Linked DNA regions of Mus musculus: region 1 is linked to region 2. Evidence: chromatin contacts called from public Hi-C data. All regions are on one chromosome and are shown on one strand. Each heading gives the region's core, a stretch centred on a gene start, on an enhancer-like site or on the middle of the called end of the contact. The rest is flanking DNA. Distances are from core to core; before and after follow the strand shown.

Region 1 (6,468 bases), core at 1,900-4,399, 760 kb after region 2:
ATGGTGCTGACAGTGTGCCCTTTCATCCCACTGCTTGTGGAACCTTGGGAGATGCTCATCCAGGTTCCTTTTCCATTTATTTTTTAACCCTTAAAAGGAGACTTGAAGGCAGGTGACTTAGTGGTATACTTGTTTTTCTCATGTACATAGGTATCAGCACCAAACAAAATGAAATTAACAACATCACTAAAAAGAAAAAACAAACAAACAAACGAAATGTGGCCCCTGCAGACCCTTGCCTACTTTTACTACTAGCACAAGGATCTTATTATCTTTATTTTTCTGGGAGCACCTAACTCTCTCAGTGTAAGCAAGTTACTTGGAATCTCTTTCAATCTCTTCTTCCAACCTAGGATGATGAAAGTATAGCAAACATCTCAACCCCCCCCCCCCCATAAGCCTTGTGTTCCTACTTATTCCCTGCCTCAGACAAGTTGTCACACCATGGACAAATATGAATCACACACACTTACTTTTGATGTGTGGTCAAAGAGGAAAGTCTGAGTTATGCCACCTATCTATAGCCTGGAAGTACCTTGACATCCACATAAAATTGAGTATAGAGCCCCATAATAGTTTAAATATGATGCCCAAGTCCCTTATATAACATGAAGATGTGATGATATAAGAGCTATACAAATCCTCTCATAGAACACCCACCACTACTACTGTATAATTCATTGTTCAGGAAACGGCACAAGAAAATGTCTATGCAAGTTTTAGATACACAGAACAATTTTTTTTTTTAATTTTTGATCCGCGGTTGGCCAAAGCAATGGCTACCTATCTACTGTATGAGAACAACTGACTATAGAAGGCATATATGTACTATCCAACATCTTACCAATTTTTGTACTAGTAAGGTAACTTATTAGCAAAGTTATTTCTATAACTATGATCTCATTAATAAGATAATCTTACAAATAAGCCTACTTATGGTGGCAGCCTTCCATTTTGTATCCAAGGAGAGCGAGAGAGAGACAATGAAGGAGAGTTATTTATGCATGGATTTAAATGAGTAGAGGTGGGGTCCAGAGTAGGCTTACTCATATAATGATGCAGCCAGTTCTTCTTCAGTAACTTGCTGCTCCACTTTCTGAGGGTAATTCAATGCCAGCTGGAAAGACTTTGACCTAGAGAGCCACAGACAAACCAGCTCTATGTGAGTGCCCTCTGTATTAGATTAGGAATACTGTCCCAAGTGAGTGGACAGAACTATACACTGTGGGGATACATACCATATGCATATTTATGTGTAATACCACAATAAATATCACTAAAAGCGTGCTTAGCACTTTGGTGGCAAGAGCTAGAGTTTAAGCCAACTGGAAGTTGGGAGTTCAACCCATTGAGGACCACACTTAACTCCATGAAACCTCTTTAGAATGTTAAGATGTCTCACATGAAAAGAAAGGAAAATGAGGCACTAACTTCGTCCCCACAGAAGGCTGGCAATGGAGGCTATGGTTCTCTCTATTACAGCTTCTCTTATTTTAAAAATAATCATGAAACAGAACAGAGCATGCAACACTGTGATGGGCCAGAGTTAAGATGCATATTTAACCAACACCACTTATTAAAATAAAAGCATTATTATAAAGAAGAAAAAGAAAAGTAAAGACATCTAAAACCTTCACTCTTGGGATAACATGCATGTCTGATTGTTGCAGTTTGATAGAAAGAGCAAGGAAATGCAGAATAACTCATATGTTCAGATTGCTCCAGTGGACCCACCCACCGTCTCCAGAAGCAGTGCATTTCCAAAGGGCAGAGATAGCCCAGCTCCATGCCTCTTTTGGTTAATTTCTTCTTGATGCATCATTCTCTAAGGAGACTGCTCAAGTTCCCAGTCTCCCACACTGTTTTCAAACCTGGTTACCACTCCATGCATTTCTAAATGACAAGGCAACTAGGTATCAATCTTGATATGTAGAGAGAAAACTCAAGCTGACAGTTAGAGGAGACAGAGGGCGGGGGAGGCACTACCCATCTCTCTCTCATCCCAAATGTCACTCCTCCTTTGCCTGGGCTGTGCAGGCCACATTGATAAAGAAATGAGCAGACACTTGAAAGTTTCTGACAGGTGTCATGGGTGCAGACACAGAGTGGCCGGGAGGGATGGAGCTTGATGTGACAGTGGCAGAGCCATTGAGGCTGGCTCCAGGACACACAGAGTTTGGTGGATGTCAATTCTAATTCTTGTCATACCCCAATTCCAGAGTGGTGTCTACAAATGGACAAAGCCAGAGGGAAGTGTTCAGAGAACTTTGCAATGACATGCTAAACAACTGATGCTACCAAGCCACAACAATGTAGGAGTGGCTGCTATGGTGGACGCCTCCATCTGGGGCTGGTTAGAGGGGGATGTGGGGCTGGTCCCACTGGTTTCCTGTGTCTATTTGCTCTCTGTGTTCTTATTCTACTCTCTCTTTCATAGGTTTCCATTTTGAAACTCTTTTCCACATTTGGTGGGGGAGGAGTTGGGGGGGAGAGCAGAGTGCTAACATTCCCCATGTCTAGATCCTAAGATAATTTGATCATTTTAAAACAGCAGTCTCTGTTACAGATCCTCTAGGATCTATTTGGCAAACCTTCTCCCCTCTAACGCAGTCAGAGAATGATTTATAATGGTAGGCCAGAGCTGGCTTCTCAGAAACTGTGTGCAAAACAGTTTCATAAATATTGCTCTCTTGCATTATTTTGAAATATTACTTCTTTTTAATGTTCTGCCAAAGTCAAATTTTTTTGCTTACTAAAAATCCATGGGCAGGCTTCCTACTCAGCCAAAGTAACAGGTGGTACCCAAGTTCACCTGGTGGGAGAGGCTGTTCTGATTTTCTCTAGCCCCAAACTGAGGTTAGGGGCATGATGGATAACAGCAGATGTGTGGATAATCTTTAATCCAAACCTCCAGCCTGCTAGCACAATATATTTCTTTAATAGTTCTTAACTCAATATATTGGCTTGTAGTTAAGTATCTCTAAATAGCATGAGGATTTGATAAGTACATTCATTTATTTAAAAAATAAATAAATAAACTTGACAAAAATTTGATAAAATAGGCAGTGGCACCCATATAAGCTCCAAGTTTGGTTTCTGCTGAAAATTTCTTGGGGCCTTGAGCATGGTCATAAATCAACTGTGGTGTTGATCTCAACCCCCAAATGCTATGAGTCACTGCTGAAGAGAATGCTGGTGTCACAGTGACCCAAAACACACTAGAACTTTTCGGGAAGCAGGCCAGGAGGGGATATTTTTTGTTGTAACATTTACCATGGAATGTTGAAATGAGTTTACTGTCATATCACAGCTTCTCTGCTGTTACAACACACTTTGATAAAACCCAACTTTACTTCCTTCCTGGTTTTGTATTTGGGAATTAGGTGGCCCTTTCAATGAAGCATCATTCTAAGCCTGTCCATCAGCAATGATGCTAGCAGCTTTCATTATTTTAGCTTCATTGGCTTTTCTTACAAACGAGCAAAAGTCTAACTCATTCTTAATAGATATCTACTAATTACTATTTACTTTGGCCTCTTCTGCTTTAACAGTACAGATATCTTCTCCCATTTTCTTCACAGTATTTTTACATGAGCAAAAGTTACTGAATTTGATGTGATGTTTTCTTAACCTTTATTTTTTGATTAATGTTCTTTCAATGTATTAAAATATTCACTTTATCCCACATACATTACCAGATTTTTAACTTCCAATCTTATTTTGCCTTTCATATTTACATCTAAAGTCCACCCAGAATTTCAAAACTATTTGTGTTTTAAGCTGATCAAATTTTATTAAATAAGCAGAAATTGTAATTATTTGACATCTGATAAACATTTTTTTAAACTAAAATATCAAAATGAACTCTTCAAAGCTCAAAAACTACCCCAGAGAATTATTTCAAACATGCAAATTAGAAGCAACTACAATCTCATATTAACTCTTCAGGAGAAATGAGTGTGCATGCTATTTGCCCCCTCGTTTTATATGCTATGTATAACCAGCAGACAAATACAGAAATAAAAAGCTACACTAAAGGCAAACTCTAGACAAATTATTAGCAAATTAAAACTCAAATATTTTAAGTTTTTTATTTTTGAAATTAAAATTTTAAAATTGAATAATATTTAAAAATTTTTAACCACTGGGAATGGTAGGACAAGGCATTATTTCTGTCACTCAGAAGGCAGAAGTGGATCTGAATTTTGAGGCCAGCATGGTAAGTTAATCACCAAGTGTGGGACTGTGATAGGCAGCCTATTTTGGTTGAATGGGGTATGCTCTGGTGACCCAATAGAGAAATCTACAAAGGATGGAAAGGTGAGCCACATTCCCAGAATCAGGTGCTTGTCCATAATTCTGTGACTCAGTCACACAGACAATGTCCCAAGCTTCTGGCATTTTGGCTAGACTCCACCCCCACAGTTACCTGACTTTTGCCAGGTATGCTCCTCCCCACAGTTACCTGGCAACAGTAAGATAGCCCAGGCCACTATAAGAGAGGCTGTTTGGCCCCTCCTCACTCTCTTTAGCCCTCACCTTTCTTACTCTCTAGCTCTCCTTTCTTTCCCTTTCCCCCACTCTCCATGTGGCCACGGTCAGTCTCTCTCTCTCTTTCTAACTTCTCTCCTTTCTCCCTGCCTTACAATAAAGCTCTAAAACCATAGATTGTCTCTGATCATGAAAGCCCGCCGTGCTTAAATGATGGGATAGGCTTTCTCCTAAGGAGTTACATCTAACCTCCTGCCAGAAGGCCATCCTGTGCTCCAGCTATGGACCTGACCAAAGATCCTTGCCAGCGTGGGAGCCGGCGTGGGAACCATCCTGTGTCCCCTCTTCCTTGCCCTATCCTCTCTTCATCTCTGGGGCCTAGTGCTGCCCTGGGGGGTGGGGAGGGCTATTCTGTTCTCAGCTCCTCCGCCATAACAAGTGTGGGATGCCAGAGGCTGAGAACCTGGTACCTGGGGCTGCCCCTTGTCCACCACCTGCTGTATGGGGTCAGTGGCTTAGCACAACCAGATGCCCACCAGGGCTATGTGGAAAGCGTGAGCAGTCCTCCCGTGTCCGCCCACCCAGAGCACTGGAACTCTGGCAGGACTCGGATTCTCTCCCACTCCCCTATTTCTCCTATACCCATGCCCCCCACCCCCCAACCAAGTATAGTGAGTTCCAGGCCAGCCATCCAGCCATGACTACATAGTAAGACCTTATCTCAAAACACAAAACAAAAGTTGTTATTGCAGTTAAGTATAGCTTATGAAAGAAATCAAGTTTGGAAGTCTGATACAATCATCAAAACTCAACTCAATAAATCCAGTACATGGAAGGAAGAGCTAGAAAGATGGCTCAGTGGTTGATCTGAGTTTGGATTCCCCAGCACCCACAGAAAATGCATGAGCTGTGATCGTTGACTGGTAACCTCAGTGCTGGGGAAGGGAAGGGGAGGGGGAGAAACAGGCAGATCCTGAGGGCTCTCTGGGAAGTCAGGCTAGCCTAAATAGACAGCTCCAAATTATATGAAAGACCCCGTCTCAAAGAAAAAAACAAACAAAACAAAACAAAAACATAAACTAAGAAAACAAAACAAAAAAATGGGAATATACTGAATGTCATAAGTGTACTCCTATCATAGCAAGGGAGAGCAAACCAGGACACCTCTCTTGCATGATACAGACGTGGTAAAACTTAAATGTCTACCAAACATGTATAATTGAGTGTTTTCCTAATTTATATGGCATGTTCACATGGTAATACACTAAAGGTAGATAGGATGTCAAGATGAATTCACCAGACAACCAGTCAAAACCCTGGTTCATTTCCATACCTTCTATGTAGGTTCCATGCTGTGGCGACACACTGGGATTTCTTCTACACAGACTACATGGCTCAGAACATGACATTGGAGTACTGAAAACATGCCACTAGGAGGGAAATAAAGCCCATTAAATCTTTTCCCTGTGTTAGGAGGAGGCCTTCCTCCAGATCCCTTCACTCAGCATTCACCATGACGTCAGGACTAGTATTTCCTGGACCAAGTTAAAGCTCAGTTGATAGAGTACTTGCCTGGCTCACACAAGGTCCTGTGTTGATCCCCAGTGCTGCATAAAACTTCGTGGGTTGGTGTATACCTCTAACCCTAGTACTTGGAAGGTTGGGGGCAGAAGGATCACAAGTTCAAGGTCATCCAAAGCTGCACAGTTCCAGGCTAAGTAGGGCTACACAAGATGAGATAGAGGGATGCAAGCATGCAAACAATAAGCTCTGCACTTACAAAGTAAAAGAAGATTTGGAGTTTTAGACTAAGCCCACCCTACCAAACAGCAACCATGTGAGCTGAGCAGCATGGCAGGGCTCTGAGTAAAGATCCCAGAAGAGTTCTTTGTCTCAGAGGCTTGCCCAATTCCCTACTCCTGGTACCTGGTAAGTTGCTAGAATATAGTTTCTGTGATTCTAGGTCAGAGGTATGCA
Region 2 (7,325 bases), core at 4,819-7,318:
CCTCAACGGCTCTGTGCTTCCGCCTGTCCCAGAAGCTGTCCGGTTCTCTGGCGCACCCTCTAACCTGTTCAGACTAATTTCCTAGGTCCCGCGGAGTCCCTGGTTTTCTTTCTTAAATGATTGGACTCAGGTCCTTGTGATTGCCCAGAGAGTAACTTACTGACTGAACCATTTCCCTAGCCCTTTAGGGGGTTTTGGGATGAAAACCATAGGATGCCCTATAGGTATCTCTCTTTTTCTTTCTTTATCTCGTTTTCTTTGTCTTTTGATTAGAGACTTTTCCTGATTTTTTTTTTCTTTTCTGTCTGTTTCCTCCTGATGGGTCTCATGAAAGATGTCAACTCCTAATCCCCACAACCTCTAAATGCTACCACCTGTGTGAATGTCTGCATATGTGACTAGGATCTCTAGATGAGATGATCATGCAATCTTTCTTATATCACCCAGTGCCTGTGATTGAGAACTAAGTGCTTAATGATAGAGCAATTCTTACTTTAAGGAGAAGTCAGAAATCTTGGGATCTGGAACCTATGGGTGATGGACATGGTGGGTGTGTCCTTTGAAATTTGTGGGATTTGAGGTCATGTTTAGATTTTACAATTTGCATTCAAAAGTTTGTTTCAGCCATTACCACACACATTCAGCCACTTCCACAAGTGATGAACTCACATAAAAGGAGCCAAGAATGATTCATTGCTGAGATTATTATTTACCAGAAAACACATCCAGATCAGAGATTCATGAAGAGGCAAGAAAATCCCTTAATTATGACATGTTCTGAGCTGCATGAAAGGACCGTGTGCTGGGGAGGAGTGGCCAAGCAGTCCCACTCATATTGGAGACTTGGGGACTTCCACCCAACATGCATCTGTGTCACAAAGATAATGTGACCACCATGATTCTGTTTAGTGAGATGTCTGTTGTCGGTACTTGGATGCAAGCACACATACTTATTATTGACCTATCCCTACTTTAAGGGTGACCAAGGAGAGGAAGTAAGGCTGTCTTTATTATTATCTTGCATATGTGTACCTCCATATGTCTACAGGTCTGTGCTTGCAGAGGTCAGAAGGAGATGTGAGGTACCCCCCTTAGTCGTTCTCTACCTATGTCTGTGAGATAATCTTTCTCACCAAACACAGAGCTAGGCTAACAGCCAACAAGCCATAGCAATGTTCCGCTATATAGCAAGTCTCCTTCAGAGCACTACATAGTCAGTGCCCTTCCCCACTGAGCCAGCTCCGTAGCCCTGTGCTCAAATGTAATGTTTCTCTATTCTTGAGGCTTTTATATATCTAAGCAACAAAATCTGACCACATCTAGCTACATCTAGAACTCTACTCTAGTTCTCTCCCTTCCAGATAGCCTCCATGGGAACCCACAGACATGTGGCCCACAAAACAGAAACATACATATGTGTGACTAAAAATAAATATTTAAAAAAATTGGTTCTGGACTCAGGTTTGATTCTCAGTACCCACATGGTGGCTCGTAACGTTCTGTAATTTCAGTCACAGGGAGTCTGATGCCCTCTTTTGGACCCTGAGCATACAAGGCATGTAAGTAGCACACAGATGTACATACAGACAAATCACACACACACACTCACTCACACACGCATACACATGCACACATACATACACACACACTCACATATACATTCACACATATATACACACATACACTCACACACACTCTCACACACACTCACACATACAGTCATACACACTCACACACATTCACACATACACACACATTCACACACACACACACACTCACACACACATTCACACACACACACTCACACACACTCACACATACAATCATACACACATATACACTCACACACATTCACACATACACACACATTCACACTCACACACACACTCACATACACACATTCACACACACACAAAGATTTTTAAAATTTCATTTCTTTTCCCCCTTTAAAGACCCTCAAATATACCTCCCTGTATCCTTAAGTTTGCCATATCATAACAAAGCAATTAATTAAGAAACACTGGAAGTTTGTTTTCTGTTGCTCAATTATAATACCTATCTCTGTTCGTCTTATGTTACCACTTGTCTGACAACAATGGTTTTGAAAATATAATTAAACATTTTCAGTTGAAAAAGCGTTCTTTGTGGTGGTGAAGGCTGTGCAGGCCATGGGAACAGACTTGCTGCCTTTGAAGCATGCGTCTCAAGCAATCACTATGGTAAATTTTCTTCTGTGTTGCCATCATTTTCAGACACTGTGTGTGTGTACTAAGGTAGAGCATGCTGTCAGCAAAAGTCTCTCCCCATAGATTTCCCTTCGGTTTAAACTACCAATTGCTAACCATTTTTTTTTGTGGTGCATCTTGAAAAGTTAAAAGATCTTTTGAATAATTGCCCAATGGGAAATAGGACCCAGTTGACTTGGTTGGGCTGGGGCAGTTGCAAGAGAGTGACAGAGGAGTGAAATGAATGGGTGACTGCAGGCTAGTGGATACCAAGCTTCTAATTGAGAACATTTGTATCCATTCTTCCATGGGAGGTTCATCTGGGACCATGTCATCAAGAAAGAGGGTCTGGAGAGGAACGTTGTGGGAATCCAGAGGAGTACTCGAGGTCAATGGAGTTCTCACTTGTTGTGGTTCAGAGGGAGATAGCTGTGAATAATGGGTTGGAATTAAGCAGGAAAAAATTTAGGCTGGGAAAGTCAGGGCAAATTTCACAATGGGAGAGTGTGTAGATGAGTCTGTGGGGAGGCAATAGCTGCATTGCCACCAGAGGGGCTGGAAATAAGGCTTGACACAAAGCACAGGAAAATGGATGAGAGAGAACCCTCCCTGGGGGCCCCACCATGACCTTAATCAGACTCTTCCCTGCCTGGCTTTGGATTCACTGATTCACTCTCAAATGATCCAAAGGAAAGAAACAATTGCTTGGAAAATGGCCACAGGGGATAATGGGTATTGGCACCAGATATTGGCTGACTTGCCTTTGGGTATTAGTGCCCTCCTGCCTTGTGTCTGTATGGCTTTTGGTCCATCTGTCAATCTGTCCCTTCCTCCTTTCGTCCATTTGTTTCACAGACTGTTTCAGAATCTTTAAGTCTACAGGAAAGGTCATTTTCAGAGGCGACATTTGTTCTGAGACATGTGGATGAGAACTGAAGAATGGTCCAGCCAGTGGGGCAACCTGTGAACACCTGAGTGGAGACTATAACATATGAAAAGACTCATCATCGTTAAGGACCTGAAAGGAGCTGAATGTTGCTAGTTGCTGATGGATGTAGAAGCTTAGAAGGAGGTGTCTATGAGGTTGGAGAGGTAAAAGGTCTCAGTTTAGGGTCTGGTGGCCACTGAGTAACAATTTGAAGTTTGCTCTAAGAGTAATAGAATTTGGATGTGGGCTTTGGTGAGCCTTTTATTTCTGTGTTCATATTTCTTTATATCTTCTGGTCCCTACTCCCTAGAGGGTCAGCTGTGTTGTCAGGCAGATGTGAAGGTTGTATGATAGAAAACAACAGGGCTTTGGTCACCAGAAGACAGGAAGTGACTCTGGCATTATAGTAGGAGCCCAGAATTTTAGAGGAAGTACACTGTGGAATAAATTAGTACCACCAAGGACAAGGCCACATAAGAGCAATCAACTCAAGTGCAAAGCAATATGTAATAGTAGGTATGGGAAAACAAAAATTGCAACTTGGACCTGGAAGATAAAATTTAAAATGTACATATATGTCTTCATACATGTGTATATGGATTCACATGCACCAAACATTTTCGTATGATCTTGGAACTATGATCTAATTTTTAGGAAAGAAAAAACTCTTTTTAGCCTTTAAATGTTCTCACAGAATTATATACCAGTTATCTATTTTATACTTCATACTTGTTCTTATGGCTTGTATACTCATAAAAGTTATTTATTTTTATAAAATGAATGCTTTATCAGTTTTATAAGATCCTTTTTAATCCTCCAATATTTCAATGTTTCATAACATTCTATTATCCTTAACCCAGTTGAGGTGGCTCACACCTACTTGGGAGGCTGAAACACACACACACACACACACACACACACACACACACACTTCTGGAGTTTTGCTTTTTCAGAAGGTGTCAGGGTGAGAGGTCAGAACATTTGCTGAACCTCTCCATCACTCCAAAATCTTGCTGAAATTCTGGTTTCGTCTTGTAATTGCTTCACACTGAGCCATTGGCATAGCATTTGGTTGTCAGTTGGGGTTAAACCACTGCTACAAATGCCAAGAATACCCTGGGTATTTGATGGGAGATCAGACATCATTTGAAACTACACATATTAAAATTATGATGACTGTAGTCTCTCTGATGAAACCCCAAACTGAAATTTCTTGAAGAACAAATATTTGTATACAGATTTCTTTTTTTAATTAGATATTTTTTTCATTTACATTTCCAATGCTATCCCAAAAGTCCCCCATACCCTCCCCCCCCCACTCCCCTACCCACCCACTCCCACTTCTTGGCCTTGGTGTTCCCCTGTACTGAGGCATATAAAGTTTGCAAGACCAAGGGGCCTCTCTTTCCAATGATGGCCGACTAGGCTATCTTCTGATACACATGCAGCTAGAGACATGAGCTCTGGGGGTTACTGGGTAGTTCATATTGTAGTTCCACCTATAGGGTTGCAGATCCCTTTAGTTCCTTGGGTACTTTCTCTAGCTCCTCCATTGGGAGCCCTGTGATCCATCCAATAGCTGACTGTGAGCATCCACTTCTGTGTTTGCTAGGCCCTGGCATAGCCTCACAAAAGACAGCTATATCTTTCTACAAAAACATAAATATCTTTGATTGTGTCTACCTTTGGAAGGACACAAAACGTTAAAAAAATCAGAGAAGCACCTCAAAGGATTGAGAGATGAGCCTTTCAGTTCCAAGAAAGGAAAGTGCATTTCACAGGTGCTGCCCACCCCCATGCTTGGGCTCCCCTCTCATGGTGAGTTTTGCTATTTCTTTTTGTTGTTGTTGCAGCATAGGGAAATTAATCAGGGTTGCATGGTTTGGCCAATTTTATCTTAGGAAGCCCTTGGGATTTAGAGTAAGTAGATAGGTATGGGTTAAGTTAATAGAAAGAAAATGGAAATGTCTCATTTTGCTAGATAAATTTGTTCCAGAGATACTGTGAATGTTTAGATTCATTTCCTCTCATGCTCAGGTCTGTTAACATTTTAGGCTAGAAAATTCTAGGTTGTCAGGGCGCTACCCTGTGCCCGGAATAGTGTACTTCAAAGTCTTGGGCTTTGGACTTCTAGACTCTGTAGTAACACATGCTTTGTCAAATCTTGATGTGTCACTCTAAGTCTAGTAGGGGTCAGCCACAGATCTCAGAGTTTCAGCAGTGGGAGGTTGTGATAGACAAAGGAAAAAGGTCACGATCATTTCTGGTGCTCTTGACATTGATGTCTTCTGTAAAGAATGTGGGGGAGAGAAGTGTCTGGGTCCAGTTGGAACAGGTCTTAATGAGAGAAGCTAACTGGAAGCTTCAGAAATCTGAGTCCTCTGGGACTCCATGAAGCTGGCTGTGAGGAAGACATTAGAATATTTTCCATGCCTTTGAGCTAAAGGAACTTGAGGTCCATTGGAACTCATCCTTCTCCCAACAAGTTGGATATGTTTTAGCCTGTAAGCCATTGTTACATTGCCTCTTTTATGGTAAACACCCTCTAGCCTTCTCACATCTTCCTAAGTAAGCCTCAGCCTTTGGGTGCAGTTGGAACTCTAGTTTTTGCATGGGGCTTCCTCAGCTATACCTCAGCCAGCATGGAGTTCTTGCTCTTACCTTCAATCTTGCTTACTTCAATTGCATGGCAGTGGCATTCAATTCCAGTGTGGACATTTAATCAAAGATAACTTTGTTTCTTTATTTTAAGGCTATGGGAGCCTCTTTACTTTCTCAGTGTAAGATCTTCTGAGGCTTAGCCTGTCTCTCTCTTTTATTGTCTAATAGATTTTCTAGCATGTGCTTAGTAAATTTTGAGTCAGTTGAAGTCAGTTGGCTTGCTCATCCCTCACCCTTGTTTAACCTCCCAGATCTCTCCACACACTCCAGTCCTGTCTCTTTAAATAGTCAAGGAGACAGCCAGTTGTTTGACAGTTCCTCAGGCATATAAAAATAATTTAGCTTGCACTTAATTTTTATCAGGAGGCAAGTTTAATATTGTCAAGGATTGAAATTTTATTTTTAAGTTTCTACATCCTGTTTCTCTTAATGTCATTTTGGCTTCAAAGGATATAATTCTGAAATTATGAGTACCGTTGGACTTGTTACTATTTCTTCCTTTGTGTATATAATGTTTCAAAAGCTGTTGATGGCTAAATGTCATTTTTATACTTTTTGGATTCATAACAGTTCAAATTCATTCAAAAACAATTAATAATATTATGTATCTTAGGAATAGCTGTCATGTATCTGGTGGATATGACATATTGTTAGATATTTTAAGCTGAAAGTTCTGTCTGGAGGCCAAGTTTAACAAGACAAGAAGCAGGCTGTTTTATAGATGAGCAGAAGGGTAGGGAACACATTTGTGAGGGAGCTGAGTGCTGTAGAACAACCATGCTTGGAAAACACTGGCTTCTCCGCTCAAAACAATAAACCAACAAGCAGTAGCCTAGCTCAAACATTTCTCTTTTTTTTGGCTTTATTTATGTCTGGTTTCCTTCTGCAAACAGGAGGGCCACCTGACAGCTTCAAGAGAAGATATTACTACTAACTACAAACCACCAAGGCGGCGTTCCCAGATTCTTGAGGGACATTTTTCCAGCTCAGGCGGATTGGCTCTTTGATTTTTTTTTTTATCTGAAACAGGAATGAAACATTCCATAAAGAGTCACTGTTTTCAAGATGGGGTGGTCTATTCTAGAAGGAACCTTGGCTAGCAAGAATGATGTCAGCTCTGGGAGGGGCTGGGCAAGATCCCTGGCTTTGGGAATCCACCGGGCTGTTCTAGTCGGTTGGAACTGTCGATTAGCCCTCCCTTCACAAAAGCAAGGCCTTTTTGAGTTTTTTCTTTGGAAATTTCCTAGAACCCCACACTTGTAAGATGAAGGTAGCAGCTACTGGGGGTATTGGGTAGTAAAAAATTTCTCTTGTTTGTGCCTGCGTGTATGCATGTATGCATATGTGTGTGTATACATGTACAGACATGTGCATGTTTGTGTGTGCACAGATCTCATGAGTCAGCATGTGCATGTGGAAATCAAAAGACGGTATCAAGTGTCATTTCTCAGGTACCATCCATTAAGAAAAACAAAACAAAAACAAAAACAAAATTCACGATCATTCACTGG

What was found. Hi-C and Micro-C count contacts between places; a contact is called where the count stands out from the background.
Region 1: a contact with region 2 is called in a Hi-C map of uterus. The contact joins two enhancer-like sites. A contact is called at or near these places in 1 of 484 Hi-C or Micro-C datasets (uterus) and 1 of 9 other capture datasets (embryonic stem cells).

What each region holds. Positions count from the first base shown.
Region 1 is chr14:23,081,757-23,088,224 of GRCm38.p6, forward strand. All of the region lies in intron 2 of Gm10248 (predicted gene 10248), which reads right to left. Among named protein-coding and RNA genes, the nearest start is that of Gm10248, 9.6 kb to the right of the region's middle. Within about 2 kb of position 3,150, at least 30 of the 459 cell types and tissues checked have an H3K27ac peak or open chromatin away from gene starts, as enhancers often do. A contact at or near this core is called in uterus, where this site is marked.
Region 2 is chr14:22,317,158-22,324,482 of GRCm38.p6, forward strand. All of the region lies in intron 2 of Lrmda (leucine rich melanocyte differentiation associated), which reads left to right. Among named protein-coding and RNA genes, the nearest start is that of 4930405A10Rik, 220 kb to the right of the region's middle. Within about 2 kb of position 6,069, at least 8 of the 459 cell types and tissues checked have an H3K27ac peak or open chromatin away from gene starts, as enhancers often do. A contact at or near this core is called in uterus, where this site is marked.